Linked DNA regions of Rattus norvegicus: region 1 is linked to region 2. Evidence: chromatin contacts called from public Hi-C data. All regions are on one chromosome and are shown on one strand. Each heading gives the region's core, a stretch centred on a gene start, on an enhancer-like site or on the middle of the called end of the contact. The rest is flanking DNA. Distances are from core to core; before and after follow the strand shown.

The links. Hi-C and Micro-C count contacts between places; a contact is called where the count stands out from the background.
Region 1: a contact with region 2 is called in a Hi-C map of liver, with 2.2 times the contacts expected there. The contact joins the enhancer-like site here to the promoter of Aldh2 in region 2. A contact is called at or near these places in 12 of 12 Hi-C or Micro-C datasets (the A7r5 cell line, the Rat2 cell line, Schwann cells and 7 more).

Annotation. Positions count from the first base shown.
Region 1 is chr12:40,640,752-40,648,317 of GRCr8, reverse strand. Aldh2 (aldehyde dehydrogenase 2 family member) reads right to left here. Exons shown (of 13, transcript NM_032416.2): 12 at 6,747-6,861; 13 at 5,098-5,512. The coding sequence ends at 5,480. Among named protein-coding and RNA genes, the nearest start is that of Mapkapk5, 10 kb to the left of the region's middle. Within about 2 kb of position 2,552, at least 59 of the 93 cell types and tissues checked have an H3K27ac peak or open chromatin away from gene starts, as enhancers often do. A contact at or near this core is called in Schwann cells, hepatocytes and liver, where this site is marked.
Region 2 is chr12:40,607,154-40,613,973 of GRCr8, reverse strand. It overlaps Aldh2 (aldehyde dehydrogenase 2 family member), which reads right to left and starts at 3,730. Exons shown (of 13, transcript NM_032416.2): 1 at 3,519-3,730. The coding sequence starts at 3,638.

The DNA.
Region 1 (7,566 bases), core at 1,303-3,802, 36 kb before region 2:
TGACCCTTGCCCCAAGTTCTTTCTGACTGGTAAATAAAGATGCTGACAGCCAATAGCTGAACAGAAGAGACGTAGGTGGAGTTTAGGATTCCAGGGCTTGGGGTTGGAGGAGAACCACAAGGAGAAGGAGGTGAAGGAGAAGAGAGAAGCCTTCATGGCTTTCAAGAAAACATGGCCAGTTGGAGTTAAGAGCAGCCCGGATGAAACATAGCTAAGTAATGATTTAGGGTTATGGAAAGTGGATTCTAACAGCATGGAGGGGAGGCAGCTGCCCAGCACTTGTGCTGCTTAAGGCTTATTGCAAATAACAAAAGTAGTGTCTTTTTCCCAGGAACTGAATGGTCAAAGGCGATTTGGAATTATTTACATTCTACAACACTGCCCTGATGTCATCACCACTCGGAGTGACGCCACTAATCTGATGCCATCTGTGTTCTGATGTCACTACTCTGAGTGATGTCACTACTCTGGCATGCACTGAGGAGAGGAAGGGAGAAATGGGGGACAGATGATGTTCTAGAGACAGTTGGGTAGGCTGCACTGTGTCCCCCAGGGGCTGCTGGGTTGTTCATCCATGGCTTTCTCCTACGTCTACTCCATCTGCATGATGGCTTCAGTCTATTATGTCATTCGTCAGGTGACCTTGCACTTCCAGGGCACGCTATCTACTTCACCCTGTTCAGTGTCAAGGTAGCGAGGTGTCAGGAACCCCTGTGGCTCCAGCCTGGTCAAGCAGCCATGCTGCTGTGGGCTGGGAACAGAGCAGAGCCCTAAGAGGGCTGATGGGGAAGACAGTTCCAAAGTGGGGAGTGGCTAGGTGGGCCTATCAACCTCCCAGGCAGGTCATGAGGAGGAAAGGGAGGAGCAGAGGAGGAGCAGGCTAAGACCCCCCACCTCAGTTGTCTTCAATGTTGATGTCCTGTTGATGAGACTCCCCAAATCTTGTATGTGAAGGTCATGTAAGGAAACATACTAGGTAAAAATGCAAACACAATATAGATGGTGAACGGGTGTGATGCGTGCAGTCCACTGGGATAAACTAAAAAGGTAGGGAAAATGAAAGAGACAGAAAATGGCGGTGGGGGAAGCAGGGCACGACTGACCACATGGGCCAAAGTATCAGGAATGGATGGATCAGCTGGCTGTGCTGCCCACATCTTTAACCTCAAGATTCAGAGGCAGGAGGATCTTTTCCAGTTGCAGGCCAGGCTTATCTACCAGGGAGTTCTAGGACAATCAGGGCTACACAGAAACTTTGTCTCAAAAGCAAACAAAGAAACACAGAGGGCCAGCAAAATAGCTTTAGTGGGCAACTGTCACCAGGCTTGATGACCTGAGTTCAATCTTGGGGTCCTTTGTAGTGGAAGGAGAGAATCAATTCCTGGTTTGACCTCCACACATGTGCTATGGCTCATACAGCAGCACGTGCACACACACATACACACACACACACACACACACACACGCACTTTTTAAAGCAAATTTGCACACTGGTGAAGTGGTTCCCCATAGCCTTATGTCCTCTTGGTGACAGACAGTTCCATCGAAGGACCAGGCCACATTTGAGTCATCTGTTTGGGAGATGAATGTTGGGATTCTATGGGTTTTGTTTAAGTCCCTGTTTTCTTGTTAATTCGTGATTTCTTCCACCCTGTGAGGTCTGGGAATCAAACTCAGGTAGTCCTGTGTGGTGGCAAGCTTCTTTTACTGTAAAGCCATCTTGGAGGCCCTGTTTTCAGTTCCTCCCTTCTGAGCCATCTTGATCCTCTTCAAAGGATGTCGCTGTGGCTTGGCCATTGGCCACAAGGTGGCGCTAATACCTAGGTCTCCGCTCCAGCGCCCACGTGCCTTTTTGTTTTGTACAAGACCCCAGCATTTCCTCCTGAGGATCAGAGAAGGCCAAACCCACAAAGCACGGCTTGGCACCAAATACTCCTGTGATCAGACCATATCCAAGTACCCAGAGAGATCAGGCTCCTCGGAACCTGAGAACCTTGTTTTTACCCCCAGACAGCTGCTTCCGGCCCAGCGGGTTCCTTTACCTAAACAGGATTACTGTCTTGGGTGTGGAAGTCTGTGCTCCAGGCTGCTCATCACACCTGCCTGCCTTTGTTCGAATTAACTGCTTGTCTCACACCGAGTTGGATTCACACGCCCCGGGCCAAGAATTACCAACACACACGCTCACCGCCCCCCCCCCCCAACACCATTCTTCGAACTGCTCTCTGCCTTACTGATTATAGGAGAATGCGTGGGCATTATTCCCACGTTGAAAGTTCTAGTCTTCTTTGGAAATTTATCACTCTTATTCTAGGCTGCTGGAGATGCTCTTCCTGGTCACGGGGTGGACTGTATGACTTTGATCTACATTTCATCCCATCGCTATAGCACTAAGATTGATGAAACCAGACAGTATAGATGCCGGGGCCACAGGTCCTGTGTTTACAAAAGGATAAAACGACATAGGGGGTGGAGCTTAGACAGAATGCTAACAACAGGCATTCTCTTTGCAGGCGGTTGGGGGCGGGTCTCAGCGTGGTGGACGTGAGGCTGGGCGGCAGTTCTAAGGATCCGGCCGCGCCAGAAGCCAGAATGTGCACAGCTGGAAGTGAAGCTGGCCCGGAAGTGGAGCTGAGAGATGGAGGAAGCCCTTTGGAAGTCAAAAGCAGCAGTTCCCAGCATCCTTGACTCTCACCGCCTATCCCTGCCCCCTCCTCTTGTCACCTGAGTAGGATTTGGCTTCTTGATGCTACGTTAATCCTTCTGCAGCATTTCCATGACACAGTTGGCAAATGTCGCGCGTTCTTTCAGTGTGTGCAGCGGGGGTACTTCGATTGGCGTCTGCTTTCGAAAACGGCTCCTCCGTGGTAACCTTGGCACATAATGAGGAAGGAAGGGCCCGCTCCTTGCAGGTTTCAAGTGCTTACTGTGGTCGCTGTGGTCACCAAGCTGTCTGGTGGCCTCCCCTCCCCACCTTCCCTTTTTTTTTTTTTTTTTTTAAAGGCAGGTTCTTTTTAGTCAAGCTGGCCTCAAACTCTTGGCAATCCTCCTGCCTTCTCTAAAGACTCTTCTAAATCTTGGGATTACAAGGGTGTGTCGCTGCAGGCAACCAAATTTAATTTTTGCTTTTTCCAGACAGGGTTTCTCAGTATAGCTGTGGTTGGCTGTCCTGGAACTTGATCTGTATAACAGACCTCAATTAGGCCTCAGACTCAAGTGCCTCTGCCTCCAGGTGTTGAGGTTAAAGGTTCGAGGCACCGTACTAGGCATCTGATTTTTAAAATTTTTATTTACTTATTTCTGTGTGTGCACATGAGCACACACACACAGGTATGAGTGTATGGAGGTCAAAGGACAACTTCAGGGCTGGAGAGATGGCTCAGTGGTTAGGAGCAACGACTGTTCTCCCAGAGGTCCCGAGTTCAATTCCCAGCAACCCCATGGTGGCTCACAGCCATCTGTGATAGGGATCTGATGCCCTCTCCTGGTGTGTCTGAACGCAGGGGCAGTGTGCTCATGTACATACATTTTAAAAAAGGACAACTTCAGGGGGTCATCAGCCTCTTACCCTCAGCTCCTTCCCTGACCAGCTGGTTTTGAAGCTAAGCGCACACATCCTGTTCATTCACAAGTTGAGTAAGATCTGGGACCTTCGCCCCTAAGCTTTCCTGTCAGGCTCCCGTGGACCTTGGACTTTGACATACTTATCACTGCTCCGGGAAGGTCCCAGGCACCGAATTGTCACATGCAGCGTTAAGAGTACTAAGTGAAAGTTCTGGGAATAAGCGTGCACTGGTGCGAGCTGCATGCACTGGTGCGAGCTGCATGCACTGGTGAGCATCATGCCTGCAGCTGTGGTACCCACGAGGCACGCATGCCCACCCATCAGCCACCAGCAACCATCTCGGTTACCGGGCTTACTGGTGTATTGCGACACTTACACGGAACTTACTCGACTCCCCAAAACACAGGCGCAGCGGTGCCAAGAGTTGGGTAATTTCACGCGATTACCATCGCTAATTGCTGGCTTATTTCTTTTATGCCAATCACCGTGAGCACTTACACCTATAGGGAATAATCTACAGGCTGGGCACAAGGTGTCCCCGGAAGGCTTACGACTCGCACTTAGGATGGGGCGGGGTTGGGATAGTCACAGCGCCGCCCCCATTTATACACAGGGCAGAGGTCACAGGCATCTAAAACCTCTGGGGATGGAACCTTCTGGTAGGTGAGGGAGAAAGCACAGGTAACTGGAGCCCTGCTCAAGAGCTCTCTTGGCCTTCCAGCGTGAGTGGGTCCCTCTGTCCTTCAGCATCTGTCACACCCCCTGGCATCTACAGGTGACCACGGCCTGAAACAGTCTGCCTTGCAGTCCCCAACCTACTGTCACCACCATCCCTCTTACTCTCTGAAAAACTACTCCCTCTGGCCATCCATGGCCAACTCCTTCATGGCGCTGTCACTAATAACCTGCACGTTCTCTGGGTGTGTGAGAGGCAGACCCTGCAGTGGGCGCGCTCTGCTCTGTGCCCCACGGAGGCCGCAGAACAGATCGGGACAATGGAGCAACTTCTGGAAAGTGTCTTTTTGCTCACTCTCCTCCAGGTCAGCAGCACTTATGCTGAGCTATGAGGTCCCTCAGTTGAAAGCTGACCCTGGATCACCCTGGAAAGGATCAAACAAGTGTCACTACCTCCTCTGTCCTGCCAGACAGCCACTCCTCTCTCTCTCCAGCTTATATCCCTCCCCATCAGCCTGGAATCACTTGTGAGAGCCAAGGTCACAGGTACCAAGGAGCGGGGAGAGTGCTACTTCGGGATACCAGCAAATAGTGGGGACACTTCAGCCTGGTGTCCCCCATGTCCAGGATGGGAGGGGGCCTTTAGTGACTCCCCCCCCCCCCCCCCCCCGAGCTGGGGACCGAACCCAGGGCCTTGTGCTTCCTAGGCAAGCACTCTACCACTGAGCTAAATCCCCAACCCCGCCTTTAGTGACTCTTGACCAGTAAACATCAAGGCGCTAGTGTTCCACAAAGCTAATACTCTAATAATGGCCTTGTCTCCTCCCACAGCACAGAGTCACAGAATGCAACAGAGATAAGACTCAGAACTTAGGGCTCAGAGAACTGACCCTGAGGCTTTATCTGCTGATTTTTATTGCTCATTTGTTTAAGCACTGAGGGTGGAACCCAGCATCCAGCACAGAAGGACCCGTGAGCGTGTGCGTGCGTGTGGGTGGTCTGCACAGAGCTCCTCCCTTCCCCAGTTTACTGGGGACGCTCCCCAAACACCGCCCACCAACCCTGCCCTGTTTATCAAATCCTGACTTTCTTGGCCCAAGACGCTTTGGTGAAGGGGTTTTCTCTTGGCAGGCTTTGGTGAAGGGGTTTTCTCTTGGCAGGCGCAGTGTGCTTGGTGGTGGCTTTTCTCAGGATCTTGTTGGGTTTTCGGGCGCTGGCTGAAGAAGCCTGCACACCACTTTACGAGTTCTTCTGTGGCACTTTGACGGTGACCTGTGAAGGGTTCGGAGAAGCAGTTATGGTTCATACTTTGCAAGTGTCGGGAGGTCCCCTCGGGGACAAGAGCTTCTCTCTTCCTTCTCACATCTCCTTGGCAACAGCCTGACCTCTGCGGGACATCATATTCTATCTCCTTTCTGGATTCTCACACAAGGTCCTAGGGGACATCTGCCGGTGTCTGGAGGTCAGCCCTTTCTGGAGGACTGGGGAGCATCATAGTTTAGGAGCATCTGGTGAGTTGAGGTCAGGAAGCTGCAACATCTAACACTGTATAGTCCCAAACTAGGAGTCCCCAGGGTAAACTCTGAGGAAGAGGCTACATCCACAGGCGTCTCATTAAAGAAAAGGCCTTCGTGGCTTGTCGCTGCATCTCAACGTATTAGGTATTATAAGGTGTTCTAAAAAGCCTCTTCCTGCATTTACTTTATTTTGGATTTTTTTTAAAAACTTTTTTAAAAAACTTTGTCTCTGTCCTTTTTTTTTTTTCCCCGGGGCTGGGGACCGAACCCAGGACCTTGCGCTTCCTAGGTAAGCGCTCTACCACTGAGCCAAATCCCCAACCCCGTCTCTGTTCTTCTTAAGATTTATTCATTTATTATACTTAAGTACACTGTCGCTGTCTTCAGACACACCAGAAGAGGGCATCGGATCCCCATTACAGATGGTTGTGAGCCACCATGTGGTTGCTGGGAATTGAACTCAGGACCTCTGGAAGAGCAGTCAGTGCTCTTAACCGCTGAGCCATCTCTCCAGACCTATTTTGCATTCTTTACATGAAAAGACGAACAATTTCCACATCAAATGTGCAACAAGCCACTTTTAAAGGGATCTGTATTCCATGATGCAACAGACGCTAACACGTTGGGCATTTAGGTCACATCTGACTTTTTGGATGACCTGTGTTCATAGCACTATCACCCTTTCTGTGCTTCCGATGGAGTCTGGGCTATGTTCCTGTGAGCAGAACTGGACCAGGGTGCCCTTGGCAGCTGCGCCTGCTCACACCTCTTACCGGAAGCACCTCACTGCCTCTACCACTGGGGCCTGCCTTCTCTCAGGCTGACCAGCTCTGTGGCAAATGTGTCTGGGCCTATTGGGGGTAAGACCCTAGAGACTACATCTGACCCCCTCTGTGGCTTCTCTGGCTTAACCTACAAACTAATAACAGGTAGTAGCATCCCTAACCAGGAGAGGCCAGGTCACTGGTGCCCGCAGGCTGTGTACGCACCGTCTTCACTTCCGTGTAGGCCTGCAGGCCATACTCGCCCAGCTCCCTGCCACTCCCCGACATCTTATAGCCACCAAATGGGGACTGGGCCCCAAACACATCGTAGCAGTTGATCCTGTCATTGGAGAGAACACACAGGTCATGTGAGGGACTGCGTGACATTCCAGGCCATGGATGACCTCACCATTGAAGAGTTAAATTTCAAAAAGTTAGTCATAAACAAGGTCCGGACTACCTGAGGGAGACTATAGGGCTTGCCGGACCATTTGGAGCTGAAGAGTTAAAATAAAAACTTCATAAAAACTGCAAAAGAACAGCAGATAAGGGGGCAGGACAGAGCTGGCCTGAGATGTGCCCGGCCAAGCCCAAAAGCAAGGTCAAGCAAGGTCGAGGGATTGTTCCAGGGACCGGCAGCCACCATCTCCTTTGAGTCGGGGGCCATCCGGACAGATGACTCCCTGCTCTACAGATAAAGATAAGACGTTCTCCTATATTGAGAACACCCCAGCCCGCATGTACTGCTTGCAGATGAGACCTTGTACCCATTTCCCTTGCTGATAACCACGCGAAACCCCCTGGCTTCTCCTATATAAACCCCTGCCTGAAGAGGCTCGGGGTCGATTCCTCTGTCTCCTGTGTGAGATACGTGTCGACCCGGGATCCCGCTAAGACCCGGGATCTCGTTAATAAAGCTACCTCCTGCTGTTACATCAAGAATGGCTACTCGTGATTCCTGGGGGCACCCCATCCCACGATTGGAGCGAGAGACACATCCCCCGTTTAGGGGTACGCTCTTTCACCATCACCATCTTTTTTTTTT
Region 2 (6,820 bases), core at 2,481-4,980:
CTGGGTTTGCTTCTCACCACAGTGCTGACTGTTTGGTCCCATGCTGAGCTTTTCACTTAGGACTCAGCCTCCACCTTCCAACTCCCAAGTGAGCGAGTGGGCAAGTGTCCCATGGGCAGGTGATCCCTATAGGGTGTTGTTAGCTGGGCCTGGCTGCTCAGGAAGCCTCCTGAGGCCCATCAAGAGGGGGTGTGGCAAACAGCTAAATCTGAGGTGGTACTGTATGAGATTTTTAATTTTTTTTCTTTTCCTTTCCTTTTTTTATATTTATTTTATAAAGTACACTGTAGCTGTCTTCAGACACAGCAGAAAAGGGCATCAGATCTCATTAGATGGTTGTGAGGCACCATGTGGTTGCTGGGATTTGAACTCAGGACTTCTGGAAGAACAGTCAGCTCTTAACTGCTGAGCCATCTCTCCAGCCCTTTTTTTCTTTTGAGACAGGCTCTCCTAAAACCCAGGCTGACTTCGAACTCACTAAGTAGCCCCCCTATGCCTCCATCTCCTGAATGCTGGGATTGCAAGAGCTCACACCAGCCCGCTTGGATTGTGCGTTGCTGGGAATCAGACTCAGGGCTTCAAGTATGGTCGGCAAGCACTCTCTAGCAACTGAGCCCACCCTAGGTCTCAAGTTCAGGATGAGCTGACACTGACCTTGAACTCCTGATCCTCCTGCCTCTGCTTCCCAGGTGTTGGGATTAAAGGGAGCCTCAAGGAAGGAGGAGAAATTTGCCAGGCTTTGGAGAAAGGAGAATGGGGCAACCGTGTGAGATCTCAAAACAGAGTAGCCACCTAGGCCACTCCTACAGGTGGGTGGTCAGGGAAGTTTATCGACTGAAGTTTAGGGCAGACGGAGAGGTGGAGAGAAGAAATTGGTGAGGGCAAGCTTTTCCAGTTGGGTGGTAGCAGTGCCTGGCAATTGTATCCTAAGGCAAGTTGAAAAGGAACAAATTGTGTATGTGTGTTTTTCTGAGGATTCAAGGGAAGTCAGGTGGGGGCTGTTAGTGCAGTCCACTTCCTGGAGGTAAAGACTGGTAGAGCGTATAGCTACACACTACAGATGGCACCCGACCCGACCTTCACATTCGCTACAGACACTGGTACACAGAACTGGTGACATTGAGCATGAGGCGATGCCCTGAGAGAGGCATGAAGCCATACACACACCTGTGATGCCGGAGGTATCCTTATAAACCTTAACTGTTCTCCAAGACAGCGACGCAATAATTAAATGTAAAGATCCGTTTCACTGACACTGGGTCGGTTCCAGGCCCAATGGGGTAAAATGTGCTTCTTTCAGAAGGCCACCCTCAGGGACACATTCTGAGGAAGCTGAAATCACCCACCCACCTAGCCTGTGGTCCCTTCTCATGACAAAAGGCAAGAGAGTCCCAGAAAGATGGCCCAAACCTTGCTCAACCTGCTTTGGTTGGAAAAAGAAGGTGAGGTCATGACACTATTCAGATGGGACCCAAGAAGCTTGAGGAGAAATATCCCCCCCTGGGGCGCTTGGGCCCTGCAGGTACCCTTGGAAGCGAGCCCAGAGTCTGTGGAAGCAACTTCAGGGCCCTAGTAACAGCATAGAGATATGCAGGAACAGACAGAAGCCAGAGTCCTTGCTTCCCAGGCCTGGTGTCCCTGGCAGCAGGGTTTGCAATGATGCCATCCTGATAATACCCAGCAGTTTCTAGGGTTCCCTCCTGCACTGCCTGCCTTAGGGCAGGAGGCTCGTGTTCTCAAAAAACCAAAAAACTTAAAAGCAGCTGAGTGTACTGGCTGAGGAAGATAAGCAGCGTTCATGAGACTCAAGTGTTCATGGACACGTAGCCAGGACCCTGTCTCCCACACAAACTCATAAAAGCCAAGAACCGAGCAAGGCCACTTTCATTAACAGCGCTCCTGTAGGGTGGGCAATAGGGTCAGTGCCATGAATTTCTGTAATGAATGTATTCGATTTTTGTGATTTCAAACTCTGTGATAAGGAGAAAAGGCAGCAATGGGGGAGGGGGTTCCCTCTACACCCCCCCCCCCCCAGGCACATACAAGGAACTCTCCGAACTGAATCAAGCCCGAGCAGGTTGTTAGGACCTGAAACTTTGTACCCTGCCTCCAGGTGAACGAGAGAACCAAACTATTGATCAGGTGCTTCCTCTTGTGGTCACTCGGGCTCCTTTTGATGTTCAGCTCCTTCAAGCGGGATGGATTGCCTCAGATCAGCCGCCAGCTAGAAACCAGCAGCTACTTCACAAACCTGGTGTTTTTGTTTTGTTTTGTTTTGTTTTGTTTTGTTTTGTTTTCCCTTGGGTTGACTCTTTGTAGCACTCCTCAGAAACCTGGACCTTTAAACAGGTCCTGCACATGTGCAAATGGCTGCCAGGTCCCGGAAGAACACTGCAGAAAGCCGGAGGCCAAGGCCACAACTAGAGTGGTAGGCAGCCCATCTGGAGGACGTTCATGTGACATGAGATCGGACCCCTGGTCCTACCAAGAGTTGCAATATACCATAGAAAGTTTAGAAGAGAATCCAGACTTCAGCTTGGTCCTTTGGGACCATGACCAGACCTCAGTCTTATGAGCTGTATAGTGGGGATAGTTAAACCATCAAACTCCCAGTTCTAAGGCGTAAGGCTTAAAGTCGGAATTGTTTAGGAGGCTGCCCTGCACAAAGGCTGGCAGAGGGGACTTTTGGAGAACCCGGATTGCTGCTCATGCCAAGTGCCAAGTGCGCAAGGCCCTGTAAAATATATATATATAGACATGAGGTCACTGTGTCCCAACAATGCAACAATGGGAAGCCTGGGGCAGGAGAATTACAAGCTCAAGGCCAGCCTGGGCAACTTAGTGAGATCCTGTTTCAAAGAAAACGTAGCGAGAAGGCCGAAAGGCTGAGGCGGTAAGTAAGTGGTAGCAGCCATGTCTGTCTTGTGCAAGTCTAAAGTGGGGTGAAACTGGCTGAAGGAAGAAGACAGAGAACTCCGGGCCAGCCAGCCTCAGCTACAAAATGAGATCCTCTTTCAAAACAACACACCAAGATACCAGCCCTGACTGCTTTCCCATTTTACAGAAGAGGGCAGCCAAGTGCCACTTGTTGCACAAACAAAAAATACTTCACAGCCAGTTTCTTTCATGTGATTCCAGACTTCACCAAAACTCAAAAAACGAATTCAACATTCCAAAGTCCGGGTGGGATAAGAGCGGCCACAGAGGGGTCCTGACCCAGCTTTTGCTTGTGAACTCTGGCTCAGGTCTGCGTGAGTTGGGTAGGGATGGATGGGAGGTCTCGCAGAGACTGGGACGGAAGGGCCTTCTGCGTGAACCCAGAGGACCGCGCGGGGCAGAAGCCGGCTGCATCGATGCGGGATAAAGAGGACTGTCCAGGACAGGGAGGCGACACGGTGCGGCCACATGGGCAGGGGAAGACGCGCGCAAAGATCGCGGGACGCGGAGGGGAAACTGAGGCCGCGTCGCCCTGGCTCCGTCCCGCCCTGGTGCCAGAGCGAGGCGGCCGCGAGTCTCACCTGGTTGCAGAAGACCTCGGGCTGCTGGTTGGGGGCTGGCACCGCGCTGGTGGCGGCGGCGGACAGCAGGCGGCTCAGGCGTGGCCCACGGCGGGCGGTGCTGAGTGCGGCGCGCAGCATGCTGAACTGAGCGGAGCTTAGCAGAACTGAGCAGAGCTGAGCAGGGCGAGCCGAACCGAGCAGAGAGGAGCCTAGCGGAGCAACCGGCGACTGCAGCCTTGTAGAACGAGTCCTAGCCTCCGCCCCCCGCGGCCACCAATGGGAGGCAGAGATACGGGGACGTAGCCGAGGAACTCCAGCCCCCAACGGCCTAAGGGGCGCGACCCTGGCTCCCTAAGAGATGGAGTTTGCAGAACATGGGGATAGCCGGAGGAAGCCTAGCCAGGGCTATGTGCGCTCCCAGCAAGGTGGCTAGCGCTTATGAGTCCCATCCGTGCAGATGTAGGTGTGAAAAGAAATCACGAAAGCGGTTATTCCCCGAACAGCCTGGGACTGGGCACTTGAGGGGCAGGAGGACATTGGCTAGAAAGAGACGTGGACGCCTAGTCATTCGTGTGCCTTTCAACCAGATGAACGCAGCAGTAGGCTGAAGAGATGGTGAAGAGTTTGGCAGGGGATTCTCGGCAATGCCCCGAAGTGTTTTTAAAACGGAGGAGCCGGGCTGGAGAGATGGCTCAGTGGTTAAAAAACAGGAGCCCCAAAATGGGCGGAGCCTTTAGAAGCTGAGGTTTCTGAAGCACCCAGCAGAAGACTGCTGCGTATGAGCTTCGCCCTGCTCTGAGGACTCGCAGGAATATTGTCACCCGCGCTGTAAAGGGGTCTGGGCGCGTTTCCCCGTGTGCCTCTGATTTTAGCACCGGACAGCTGAAGTTGTTCCGGGGCTCAACACCGTTAGCACAAAACACGAGGGGAAAGCATTTAAGGACCTCACAGGCTGGTCACATGACCAAGCGTAGGTGCAAAGGAATCTGGGAAATTGAGAGCACAGTTAGGAGAGATTGTGAGACCCTTTAAAAACCTCACCAGCAGGGCCCCTCTGGGTAAACCATTTTGCCTTGCCGAAATGCTTTGGATTGTGTTGGGGATCTTGGATGTCCACACCCATTTCCTGCAGGAAGGTGTCCCCGTTCACTGGTTTACTCGCTGTTTCGTTCGCTACCTGTGCATTCCCATTTAAAGAAAGTTCTGTGGGTGACATTTAAGGTGGCTTCCAATCTTGTGTGATTACAAACAATGCCACAGTTTGTGTCTTTTGGTTCTTTTTTTTTTTTTTTTTTCCCGGAGCTGGGGACCGAACCCAGGGCCTTGCGCTTCCTAGGCAAGCGCTCTACCACTGAGCTAAATCCCCAACCCCAGTTTGTGTCTTTTGACTTACTAATTCACAGAGGAAGAGCCACTAACTCACGGGATGTCTACTGCTTTTTTTTTTTTTAATTTTATTTATTGTTATATATAAGTACACTGTAGCTGTCTTCAGACATACCAGAGGAGGGCATCAGATCTCATTACAAATGGTTGTGAACCTGCTGGGATTTGAACTCAGGACCTCTGGAAGAGCAGTCGGTGCTCTTAACCACTGAGCCATCTCTCCAGGTCTACTGCTTAATTAGTAAGTAACCAATTAAATACAGACAGGTCCTTGACTTATGGTGGGTGTGGCCTCTAAGCCCCCCCCCCCCAGTTGGAAGAATCACAAATCAAGAATGAGTTGAAAGGGGGCTGGGGATTTAGCTCAGTGGTAGAGCGCTTACCTAGGAAGCGCAAGGCCCTGGGTTCGGTCCCCAGCTCCGAAAAAAAAAGAACCAAAAAAAAAAAAAAAAAAAAAAAAAAAGTTCCGCATGAAGAATGAGTTGAAAGTCTACCTTCCTGTGGTACCTGCCCTGTAACCTCAGCATTGAGGATGTGGGGCCAGAAGGATTAAGAGTTAAAGGTCAATCTGAGCTCCGTGAAGCTACCTGAGGCTCTGAAGGAGGCTCTATCTCAAACAAACGACTTAACTACACCTACCCTGCCACACAACACGGATTAGCTATTAGACTGTGCTGTGCCGCGTCTCTGTGCAGCCCTCAGGACTTCAGCCTGCAGCCTGGCCGGCAGCCCAGCTGGCTGAGCATCTTGAGGGCGAATCCTATAGTTAACTACAGAGAAATAAATTCCCGTTCAAAAAGTCTATAGTCTGGCCCAGCAGTGGCATTGGTGACACAGGCCTTTAACCCCAGCACTTGGGAGTCAGAGGCAGTGACAGCTCTGAGTCTGAGGCCAGCCTGGTCTACAGAATGAGTTCCAGGGACAGCCAAAGCTACACAGAGAAACCCAGTCTCAAACAAACAACGGTGTCAGCCCAAGCGCTGCCACACCCTTACCCCCTTCCCAGCATTGTTATACTGTTAATATCTGTTCAGATAGCCGGCCATATTGCTCTAGGACGCATTTCTGAGGAGTGAGATTAAATGCCTTTGTGTGCAGCCAGTTTTCTCCGCTGGGTTTTAAAAGTTCATGTCCTAGCTCATTTTCCCGTTTGGCTGAAGAACTTGAGTTCTAGAAGCCCTGTGGGGTTTTTTGTTTTGTTTTGTTCTATTTTTTGTTGTTGTTGTTGTTGTTGCTGTTACTGGTTTTAGACAGTCTCCCTAAGTCTTCTAACTCACAGAGGCACACACATGTTCTATGTGTGCGTGTGTATGTGTGTGTGTGTGCTCGCTTTGCCCCTGCGTGGTGTCCCTTCTGTCATTTATCACTTCTTCTTAGCAAATGGTAAGTAGTCAGGGATTTCTGAACTACAGCCTGTTTGATCATCTATCATGTCCACCAGTGTGACACCTTTTATTGATTTGTCTTTTTAACCATTGTGTTTGTTTTCTTGTTTGTTTATTTATTATATTTTATTTATATGAGTACACTGTAGCTGTCCTCAGACACACCAGAAGAAAGGCATCAGGTTCCATTACAGATGGTTGTGAGCCACCATGTGGTTGCTGGGGATTGAACTCGGGACCTCTGGAAGAGCAGTCAGTGCTCTTAACCACTGAGCCACCTCTCCAGCCCATGTTTTCTTGTTTTTTTATTCTGAGTCAGGGTCCTCCTGCCCTTTCTCTGGAGAGCTGGGATTATACTTAATGTCGGCCACACTGGTTCATATGCTGAAGGGAAAAAAATCCTGGGCTTCCATGGACACCAGGGAAGCACGCTAACCACTGCGCCACATATCCCCTGCCTCCAACCCTGTTTTACTACTATAAAGAACCCCCCTTCCTCAAGTTGAACCCCCACCATTTAATGCTAGCACTCAAAGAGACAGATCTGTG